Linked DNA regions of Mus musculus: region 1 is linked to region 2. Evidence: chromatin contacts called from public HiChIP or PLAC-seq data. All regions are on one chromosome and are shown on one strand. Each heading gives the region's core, a stretch centred on a gene start, on an enhancer-like site or on the middle of the called end of the contact. The rest is flanking DNA. Distances are from core to core; before and after follow the strand shown.

Region 1 (4,724 bases), core at 628-3,127, 77 kb before region 2:
GAGAACTCTGTAGAAAAACATGGAGGAAAGCCAAATAGTGATGCAGCGTACAGGAGAGCCAAGTTGTTGAGGGTCAGGCAGCACAGTGCCTACTTGGAATAGCAGTCAAACAAAAGTTATCAATTTGATTGCTTTTTAATATATTATGTGGCACAATTAAAAATCCACTGAAAATGGTGAAAAAGAAAGTACAGTTCTGTGTCAAAACCACATACTAATTTATTCCACAGTAGCATGGAATTTGATTTATTCTGTTGGTTTCTCCAAGTATCTCTTCTTTTTAGAAGACTATGGCAGATTAGAGAAGTGTTTGACAATAAGAACAGTGCAGACGGACTGGAGAGATGGCTCAGTGGTTAACAGCACTGACTGCTCTTCCAGAGGTCCTGAGTTCAGCAACCACATGGTGGCTCACAACCATCTGTAATGGGATCCGATGCCCTCTTCTGGTGTGTCTGAACACAGCTGCAGTGTACTCACATACATAAAACAAATCTTTAAAAAAGAACAACAACAACAGCAACAGTGCAGTCTTCTTCCTGATTCTGAGTTGGGGGAGGGGAGTTGTGGAGAAGTTGAAGTCTGCCCTTCCCCCTTGCAGAGAACTTCCTAACCCAGCCCACTTCTTTGTTTCTCTTACAGATATTGATCTTAAACATGAGGTTTTGTTTTCAGCAAAGCTAGATAATGAAATCCCTAAGAGTCTGCCATTCATGTTTGTTTGAATGTTGACAATATTGGACAGGCTTCATCTTTAAAAAGCATCCCCTCTACAGCATGGGGAAGGGGGTACTGAGATTTTAGAATTCAAAAAGTAACTTACAACAGTTTACTTTGCAAATATAAATTTAAAATTCTTAAAGATAGGTTAATGACTGCTAGGAACTAAGCGAATTGTTGATTTTTAAGCCACCAAGTCTTGGCAGTTTTTTCATGCAACAGTAGATAAATATAAATCCTAGTGCATAGTAAATGGGATGGAAACATTAGGCAAAACTGTTAACTGGCATTGTGTGTGAGTCTTTGAAACCAGGCTGTGCTACCCAGGTTGCATCGTGGGTACACTTGGTATCGTTAGCCTCTCACTGAAGTGCAACTTAAGAAACCCTGTAGTCTTAAGACTGCCATCGAGGGGACTGGAGTGAAGCTTGCAGGTGAAGAGCACTTGCTGCCTTTGCAGAGGTCCCAAGCTCAGTTCGCAGCACCTACATGGCTTCTCACGGATTAACTCAGGTTGCAGGGGACCTTAGACCCTCTTCAGACCTCTGGAGGCACTGTACACACATGGTAAAAATGCATACATCCAGGCAAAACTCATAAACACATAAAAAATATGAATCGTAAAAAACAATACCATCAATCCCAAATCTCTTTTGTTAACCAGTTGTTAGTTGTCAGTGGCATCTGTACGAGGCAGATACATTAGGGCACATCTCTGAGAGACAGCTACAAAGAAGTTGTAGATTCCTGGTTCTTTGAATTAATTTTGAAAATCATACTTGTAATCCAATCCATTGTTTAAAATGTAATTTAAAAAATGGAATTCTACAGCAAGACACTTGGATATGTCCTTTTAAGGTAACAGCAGTCTACTCACTCATCAGATGCGGAAATGTATGATGACAAAGGTGATTTGAAACCATGCCTAGAATGCCCAGAATGCCATGGCGAGGAGTTCAGACTAATATTATCCTCTAGTCTCTAAGGAGTATGCAGTACTCAGCTGTCAGAAACTTACAGCAAGGAGCTAAGGAGGCTTGAGAGATTGAGGGGCCCGTAGTGAGCTAGCACAAAAGGCAGTTTAGAGAGAAAGGCTGGAAGGCACTAAGAACTGCTAACTGAATGCTTGAGACCAGAGAATGCAAATGAGTGAAGCAAAGGGAAGGAAGAACAGGCTTCCTGTGTGCAGGACAGCCACTGGTCAGTCCTAGCAGCTGCAGCCTTGCATGCAGGAATGGTGTCAGCACATCTTTTGTTTTGTTTTCAAGAAAATTATAAATTTGAACAGTACATAAAATTTCTTCTTTTGATTTAACTAAAAAAATTAAAATCGTGGACAAGGAGATTCAGTAGGTAAAATACCTGATGGGTTAAAAACAAGGAACAAATTTCAAATTTTCAACAGCCATGAGAGCCAGGCTTGGAGATGTAGGCCTATTACCCCAGCCCTGTAGGTGTAGAGACTTGTAGGTCCTGGAGGATTACTAGTTAGCTAGCCTAAAGGAAACAATGAGTCCCAGGTTCAGTGTGAGACCCTGTTTCAAAATATGAAGTAGAAAAAGATAGCAAAAGAAGGTGTCCAAAGTCATCCTCTGGTTTCTACATAAATGGTAAGAGTCAATTTCTGCTTTCCTCTCTGTCATAAACTCACACTCTCTCATCAACCTCTTAAATAACCAAAACAAAATGTGCAGCTACATTCAGCTGATACGATGTTAGCTTCACAGCCTCTCACTTTTAACTCTGACTATAAATTCTTATGGTGTATTATAGTAGGTCTGGTGGTTTGAATTGAGAATGTTACCATAGGCTCCTATATTTCAATACTTAGTCCCCAGGGTGGCCTTGTTGGATTGGTGTCATCACTGAGGTGGGCTTTGAGGCTTCAAAACTTCATACAACTTCCAGTTGGATCTATCTCTCTGACTTGTGGTTGTTCTCTTAATGTGTAAGCTATCAGCTACTGCTCCAAGGTTATGCCTGCTGCCATGCTTCCTGCCATGATGATCGTAGCCCAACCCTCCAAAATTGTAAGCAAGCCCCTAATAAGCTCTTATCTTTTGTAAGTTGCCTTAGTCATGGCGTCTCTTCACAGAAATAGCAATGGAACGAAGATATAAGTGGAAAGCCCTAAAATGGGAACTAGATGTGAATTTGAATTCCAGCTTATTCTGAAATCTTAAACAAATGTCTGGGATTGTGATCAGTAAAGACAGAAGCGGGTGGTAAACATAAAGCGCCCGTTAGAGTGGCAGGCACGTAGTAAGTGAACAGTGAATTCTGGGGGGATGAAGAACAGGATGGACTTCAGCTGCAAACTGAATGTTACTTCCCCAGTCTCTGCATGTGCATGCAAGTACAGAAGAGATGCAGTTCCTAGGCTCATAGAGCTTAGCCAGAGTTCCACAATCAGGCCAGCGTTCACAACTACTATCCTGTACTTCCTGTTATGGATCTGTAGTCTCCATTGCTATCTATAATTCTAGCTAGAGCAAGAAGCAAGTCTTCCATTTACTGACTTTCACTCCACGAAACATGTAAGCAAAATAAACATGCTCATCTAAAGATACATACATAAATGTATACACATAAATATATGTGTGTATTTAGTGCCATTGAATGAACCTAAGACCTCACACATGCTTGCCAAGCATTCCGAGCAAAATACCTTTACAGATCTGTGTAAATGGGTTTTATATTGTACATAATCAATACTAATTACTGCCCTTCACAATGCTAAAATGCCTTTTCATCCAGATTAACAATGAGAGAGAACGTTCTCTGTGAATTAGCTAAATTCTCCCAATAGGATATTTTTTTTTCTGTATTTTTCTGTGCCCTTCCACCTCCTTGGAGCCCTCAGTAGTTCTGGTCCTTGTTCTGGTCATCACTTGACTGCTTGATACTTACATTGATTTTTCAGTGGCCTATAATATATTCATTAGGGCATGGACTATTGGTCGTATGATGGAAATTAGAATGTTTTGAGGTCCTTGCAGCATGCTATAACGGGAAAATTCAGAACTCATGACTATCTTTATAAGTAACAAAAGCTGATTTTATCAACTGTTTACCCCTAAAACAAACTTGTAAATAGATTATTCTTCTAGTTTAGTTTTGCTTAGGCAGCACTCTTTCCTTTATACTAGTCAGCATTGTTGACATTTTTGAGAAGTCATAGACTTCATAGGGCTCTGTGGAGGAGCTGCTGAATTACAGAAGAAATTATTGCAACAGGAAGTGAATTATGTGCTATTATAAACACTCAGTGACTCAACAGATTCCCTTTCTATCTGAAGTACAAGTGTTTTGTTTTTAATTTTTCTAGCTTTATAGTTGTCCTTGTGGTCACAGATAGATTTTTCAGTGATTTTTAAGAGATGTAAAGAGAAACCACATTCAAAGAAGGTTTTGAGTATGGGGGTAATGAAAGCAGTCAACAGAATGCTGTAGTGTTGATGGTGAAGGATTGCAATGAAGAAGCCAGAGAACATCTGCAGTGCCTGGGAGAAACTGGTCTGTTTTCTTATACTCTTGGATGATATTTCCAGCTAATAAAACTAGATTTAGAATTGTAATCTTAGAAAGAAACCTGAAAATATGTTACTAATATTGGAGTTTTGTCTGTTGCTAAATTATGTACCTGAAGGTCTAGGCCTACAAGTGAATTTTCACATTTACCAGCTTTTGTTGTGCAAACTTTGTACCTTAATTTAAAACTATTGCTTAAATAAAATTGGCTGCAGCCATTTATAGGAGGAATTAGAGGTAGGTGGGTTTTGCGTTACCTGGTTGGGGTGAAGGAGAAGTGAAAGGAGAACCATGAGGAGGGAGAAAAAGGTGGAAAGAGGAGGAAGCCACCATAGGGGAAGGAATCATGGAAACGTAGCCATGAGGGCTAGCTAACTGGAGTAAGAGCTGCCCAGATGGAGCATGGCAAATTATAACTCAGGGTTATTGGTGGGAAAGAGTATTCTAATAGCCTAGAGGGTAGATATCTGCCC
Region 2 (5,080 bases), core at 168-2,667:
TTTTGTTGGTTTTACTTCTAGATCCTTTGAAGGAACATTATACAAACGAGGAGCATTGCTGAAGGGTTGGAAACCCCGCTGGTTTGTTTTAGATGTCACGAAACACCAGGTAAGACCTAAAGACACTGCTCGGCCTGGGCTGGCAGCTTACCTCTCATACAGCCTGCTCACCCCGGCCTCACCTATGCACATGGTGGCTCTTGTAGGCCCCAAACACCCCTGAGCCCTGGGAGAAATCTTTGGAAGGAAATTTTAAAGCAGCCTCTACCTGGAGCACAGCTAAGGCAAGACAGTTGAACCAGTGTGCTCAGAGCACTGGAACTCTGATATGTAAATGTCATCTTAACATACAGGTCTGGAAGCGTCCGGGAGCTTTAACCTGGTGCATGAATGTGGGAGCTTATGTCTGCCCCCTCCCTTCCAGGGCACAGCTGTCCTTCATCCTTGCTGCAGAAAACATTCATTTATGACTGCACACCACCTCATTGCACTGCATATTAAGCAAGGGACTGCTATTCTTAAAAGATGGGAGCACAGAGAAGGAATGTGCCCACCCAGCCCTGGGATTCACAGCAGGCTAGGCAAGACCTTCCTTACCTTAAGTCATCTCTGCCAGGCTTTAACTCTTGCCCTAACTGCTACAGGTTAGACTTCCCATCATGCTCTCTGCTCCTGCACTCTCCATCTGCCCCATAGCACCTTCCTTACCACAGCAGTGACGCCTCTGCTTCAGGCTGACTTGTAGAAGGCAGCATCGGGAAGGACCTCAACTGTGGGACAGCGTCAGGAGGACCCCGTCCTGGTCAAGGCTGGTCTGGGGCCATCCTTTCCTCTGATTCAAATGCTTTCTTGGTTTTGTGTCTGTTGACCCATATGAAGACTGTTGAGATTCTTTTCAAACACACAAATGGAAGCCTTTTTAAAGCTGCATTTACAATAACAGTGCCCCCTGGAATCACAGAACCTTCACTGTGTAGAAAAGTTCCATTAAACCACTAAATATAACATAGGAAAAATCATGATTTTACTATAATTTAAAATTACATCAAATTATACTTGCATTCTTACCAATCTTCTGACTTTCTTTAGCGTGGAAAGTGTACGGTTTTTCCATTTAGCCCTGGTGACACTGCCTGAGGGTAGGGGTACGGGGGTGGGGGTGGGGCGGTGTTGAGGCCTGAGACACAGTGATGGAAACAACCAATTGCATTACTGGAATCCTGCCTGGGCCAAGAAGGCTTTCACCAGCAAGCTCTTAAAATACTTCGTCATTTCTTCTTATTCCAAAGTAATACATGGTTATTGTGCCAAACTTAAACATCTCCAAGAGCTGGCAGCTGGGAGCTCTCTGTAATGTCCCTCAGTGCCATTTTAGACTGCATTCTCCTTCCAACTTCCTGTTGCTTGGGAAGCCTTCCTTGTCCTTTGTCCATCCCAGTGCCATGCTGTCACTTAGCCAGTGCTCAGTGGCGGAGTAAAGACGGCACTCATGTCACTTCCTTGGTTGGGTCAGGCTGGGGAGACTCCAGCCGTCTAGCTCAGTGGCGTTTCAAGCCCTCTGTGACTTGCTGGTGAGTCCTTTGACCTTTTCAACTAGATTGAAAGCAGCATCCAGGAATTCCTTTTTGTTGTTTGTTTTGTTTTTTGAGACGGTTTCTCTGTGTAACACTTTGAGGTTCAGGCTGGCCTTGAACTCACAGAGATCTGCTGCCTCTCCTTCCAGGTGCTGGGATTAAAGGTGTGTACAAGAGGCAGCCTGCGTTGTTAATGCTAGAGTATTCTTCCATGCAGAGTCAGCACCAACAAGCAAGGTGCAGAGGATGTGGTCAGATGTGTCTGGAAAGCCGGGTCATTTCCCCTTACTGTGTCCTGTCTGTCTCTTTTTGGTCCTAGCTGCGATACTATGATTCGGGGGAAGACACGAGTTGTAAAGGCCACATTGATCTGGCTGAAGTAGAAATGGTTATCCCTGCCGGCCCCAGCATGGGAGCCCCAAAGTATACAAGTGACAAGGCTTTCTTTGATGTAAGTTCCTCTTTCCTGTTCTTTCTGCATGTCTCTCCATGACCTCCAAACATTATAGGGCCCCCAAGGAGTTGGTAGTCAATAAAAAGGAGTGTTTAATTAAAGCTGTGGGTGAGTGGCTAATGAATCCCCATGACTACCTTTCACACTGAGCAGCACTGTCCCCTCCTCTGCCTCTGCTACAGCACTGTCACTGCCCATAGTCACTGGAGTGGGGAAAGGACCTCTTCCCGGAATTGCCTTTAATAAAGGAGCTGGGCATGGATGGCGCGGGGTCCCAGGACCAGCTGGTGCCTCTGGCCTCTTACACAGCACCAAAGCAAGAACAGTATGCCAGAGCTCTCAGGGGAACTGTGCCACCCCCTTTTTTCATATGGAGCCATAGTAGAAACCCTGAGCCAGGGAACAGCATCATAGCCTGTAGAGGGATGGAGAATGTAATCTACTTTATGAAACTGTCTTCATTTTAAGGACTACTTAAATTATTAGTCAGGGACTAATTAATTATAAGTCATCTGTTTGCATAGCCCTTAAAGTACCCCCAAACCCAATGTTAGAACCGGCCGTTCTGTCTGTCCAGGATGGGATTAGTTTGTTACTCACCCAAAGCCAAAAGAACAGTCCTGCTTTATGTCTACCCTTCTGTCGCTTGTTTCTGTAGCTCAAGACCAGCAAGCGAGTGTATAACTTCTGTGCCCAGGATGGGCAGAGCGCCCAGCAATGGATGGACAGGATCCAGAGCTGCATCTCTGATGCCTGATGCCCAGGATCAGACAAGCACGAAAGGTAGAGGAACTCACTCATCTGCCTGACAGGGCGATGACGGTCATCCCAGGGCCTGAGGTTCTGCTTACCTTGTCCCCTCTGGAAGCAGTTGGCATGTCACACAGGTCTGGGTGGGAGCCCTGGCCCTCCCTCTCCCTGCAGCATTCCAACAGGATTGAAGTGGAGAGGGTGCCTCTGGACCTGCTGCTGTCATGTAGGCAAGGTGGCTCCCACCTGAGTCCTCCTCCATGAAGACTGTTCTCCAAAGCCATAACTTCAACAACTTGGACCACAGAAATCCAAACCTTCAAAGGTCGCTGTACACCGACCGCATAGGTGTCCCATCAGACACACCTCCTCCTACTGCCTGATCCTTGAGATGTCGGTTCCCTGGTGCTGCCAAAGGTGCTTTCATGGTTCCTGCCCGGGAGCTTCGCAGCAGGAGACGTCACTACTCAGTGGCAGGCAGAGGAGGTTAACAATAGCACAGAATGACCTGGGCCAGTGCAGGAAACACTGCTTCAAACCACGAGTCTCTGAGGACACAGTGCCTGGGTCCTGCGTTCTCTCCTGTTCCCCACAGCTTTCTGTGAAGTAACAAGCGTGCGAGCCCACAGAACACTAGCACTGAACTAACCAGGGAGCCATTGGACAAACTGAGACACATGGGACAGGCCAGCACACAGGGGACAGGCCAGCTAACCAGACAGCACTGCTTGTGAGAAGAACTGCTCCTAAGGTCTCCCAGTTACCATAACCTTGTTTGCTCCAGCCTCAAACTCAAGGATGCTTCTCATCTGTGGTGGGCCTGAGCGGCCACCGCTGCCACCGGGCCCTAGCAACTTGGTCAGTGTGTGTGTTTTGAAATGTTAATATGTTAAATACCAAACTAATATTTCAAAATATGTATATATGATTTCTATATCCTGATTTTTCAGATAGCCTGCTTATAATTTAAAATAAAAATAACTAAACTGATTCATAAGATTTTAGTAATAAAAGGTTGTTTCCTTTTTAAATAATAAAAACTACTTTGTAGATTAAAAATAAATCAAATTTTCAAATTAAAAATTATCAACACACTAGAAAATAGAACTGTATTAATATATAAGAAATTGGGAAATAAAAATGAAGGAGTTTTTTATCATATTCATTTTATAAATTTGCCACCTGTGAAATGGTTTTTGCACATTACTTGTATTTTCTTTGTATATGAAATAATTTTTGTACTTTGTAGACTCTGGAGCCCACTGTCCTCTCGGCTCTTTGAAGCTGTGCCCACTACTGCTTTTGTAACTGGAGTCTTTTAACTTCCATGACGGCACCGCCTGCCGTATGTTCACTAACCACCCAGAATTAAATTTATTTCTTAAGAAAAAGAACCTCTGAGTGCTGTGATGTCAGGTTGGCTCTGCACTGTGCAGTACTCAGGAGCGGCATGGGGCCAAGGCTCCATCTAAACTGTGACCATTTGGGCCTCGGAAGCACAGAGATGCTGGGGTGTGGCCGTGAGCTTCTGGGTTCTGATCCAGCCCTGCGGCATCTGGGGAAAGTCTCAGGCGTCCTCTCTGCACCCCTAGTAAGCTGTTCCAGGTGCCAAGCTCCTGCCTCTCCTGGGCCACCGTTTCCCCTGGCGAGTGGCAGATTATATTGATTTCAGGCAGAAGACACTGAAGTCTTCCTGGGTCATAGACTTTTTTGGGTTGAGGAGTTGGTTTCTGCAGGGGATATTGTCCATCATCTTTGGAGTTTACCTCACACAGCTTTAAGGAATGCTGGTCCTTATGTCAGGCAGGAGCTTCAGCTGGGGGCTCACAGGCCTCCTCAGTGGCCAGCCTGGGGGCTGAGCGGGTCTGCTCATAGCATTGAGCCGCTCTCCATAGCTGCAGTCAGAACTGGAGGGGGTGGGGGGAGAAAAGCCAAGGCTGTTACTGGTCCTACTTGTGGCTCTGGAATGATGCCGTTGTGGGGCTTGTCCCATTGTGGACAAGCCCTGTGTCCTCCCAGTCCTCACCCACTATCCCTGCTCCAGAACTAGTGCTCACACAGCTAACGACAGGCTCCTTCCATGGAAACTGGCATCTTTAGTTATTTTGTCCTGACTTAGGAGTTATTGAATAATACCATCATAGGATGAGATCATGAGAGCCTAGGGTGATAAGCAGGCAATGCCCTCTCAGGATTGTGGGTGTGTGCCATCATATGCAGCCTAGTAATGCAGCCTCTTTATATAACCCACATATTCAAAGGCTATTTTAAAGTCATCATACAAAACTCATCACGAGGTGGT

What was found. HiChIP or PLAC-seq counts read pairs in DNA pulled down with a chosen protein or histone mark.
Region 1: a contact with region 2 is called in an H3K27ac HiChIP or PLAC-seq map of neural progenitor cells, with 3 times the contacts expected there. The contact joins two enhancer-like sites. A contact is called at or near these places in 6 of 484 Hi-C or Micro-C datasets (8-cell embryo, the STO cell line, bone marrow-derived macrophages and 3 more) and 4 of 115 datasets of contacts at active chromatin or transcription factors (the HPC-7 cell line, PVALB interneurons, embryonic stem cells and 1 more).

Annotation. Positions count from the first base shown.
Region 1 is chr7:110,384,879-110,389,602 of GRCm38.p6, reverse strand. The region is part of intron 17 of Sbf2 (SET binding factor 2); the gene reads left to right. Among named protein-coding and RNA genes, the nearest start is that of Gm32861, 99 kb to the right of the region's middle. Within about 2 kb of position 1,877, at least 35 of the 459 cell types and tissues checked have an H3K27ac peak or open chromatin away from gene starts, as enhancers often do. A contact at or near this core is called in neural progenitor cells, where this site is marked.
Region 2 is chr7:110,307,103-110,312,182 of GRCm38.p6, reverse strand. Sbf2 (SET binding factor 2) reads left to right here. Exons shown (of 41, transcript NM_177324.2): 39 at 22-109; 40 at 1,894-2,025; 41 at 2,687-4,170. The coding sequence ends at 2,785. It also overlaps the pseudogene Gm9132. Among named protein-coding and RNA genes, the nearest start is that of Gm32861, 21 kb to the right of the region's middle. Within about 2 kb of position 1,417, at least 7 of the 459 cell types and tissues checked have an H3K27ac peak or open chromatin away from gene starts, as enhancers often do. A contact at or near this core is called in neural progenitor cells, where this site is marked.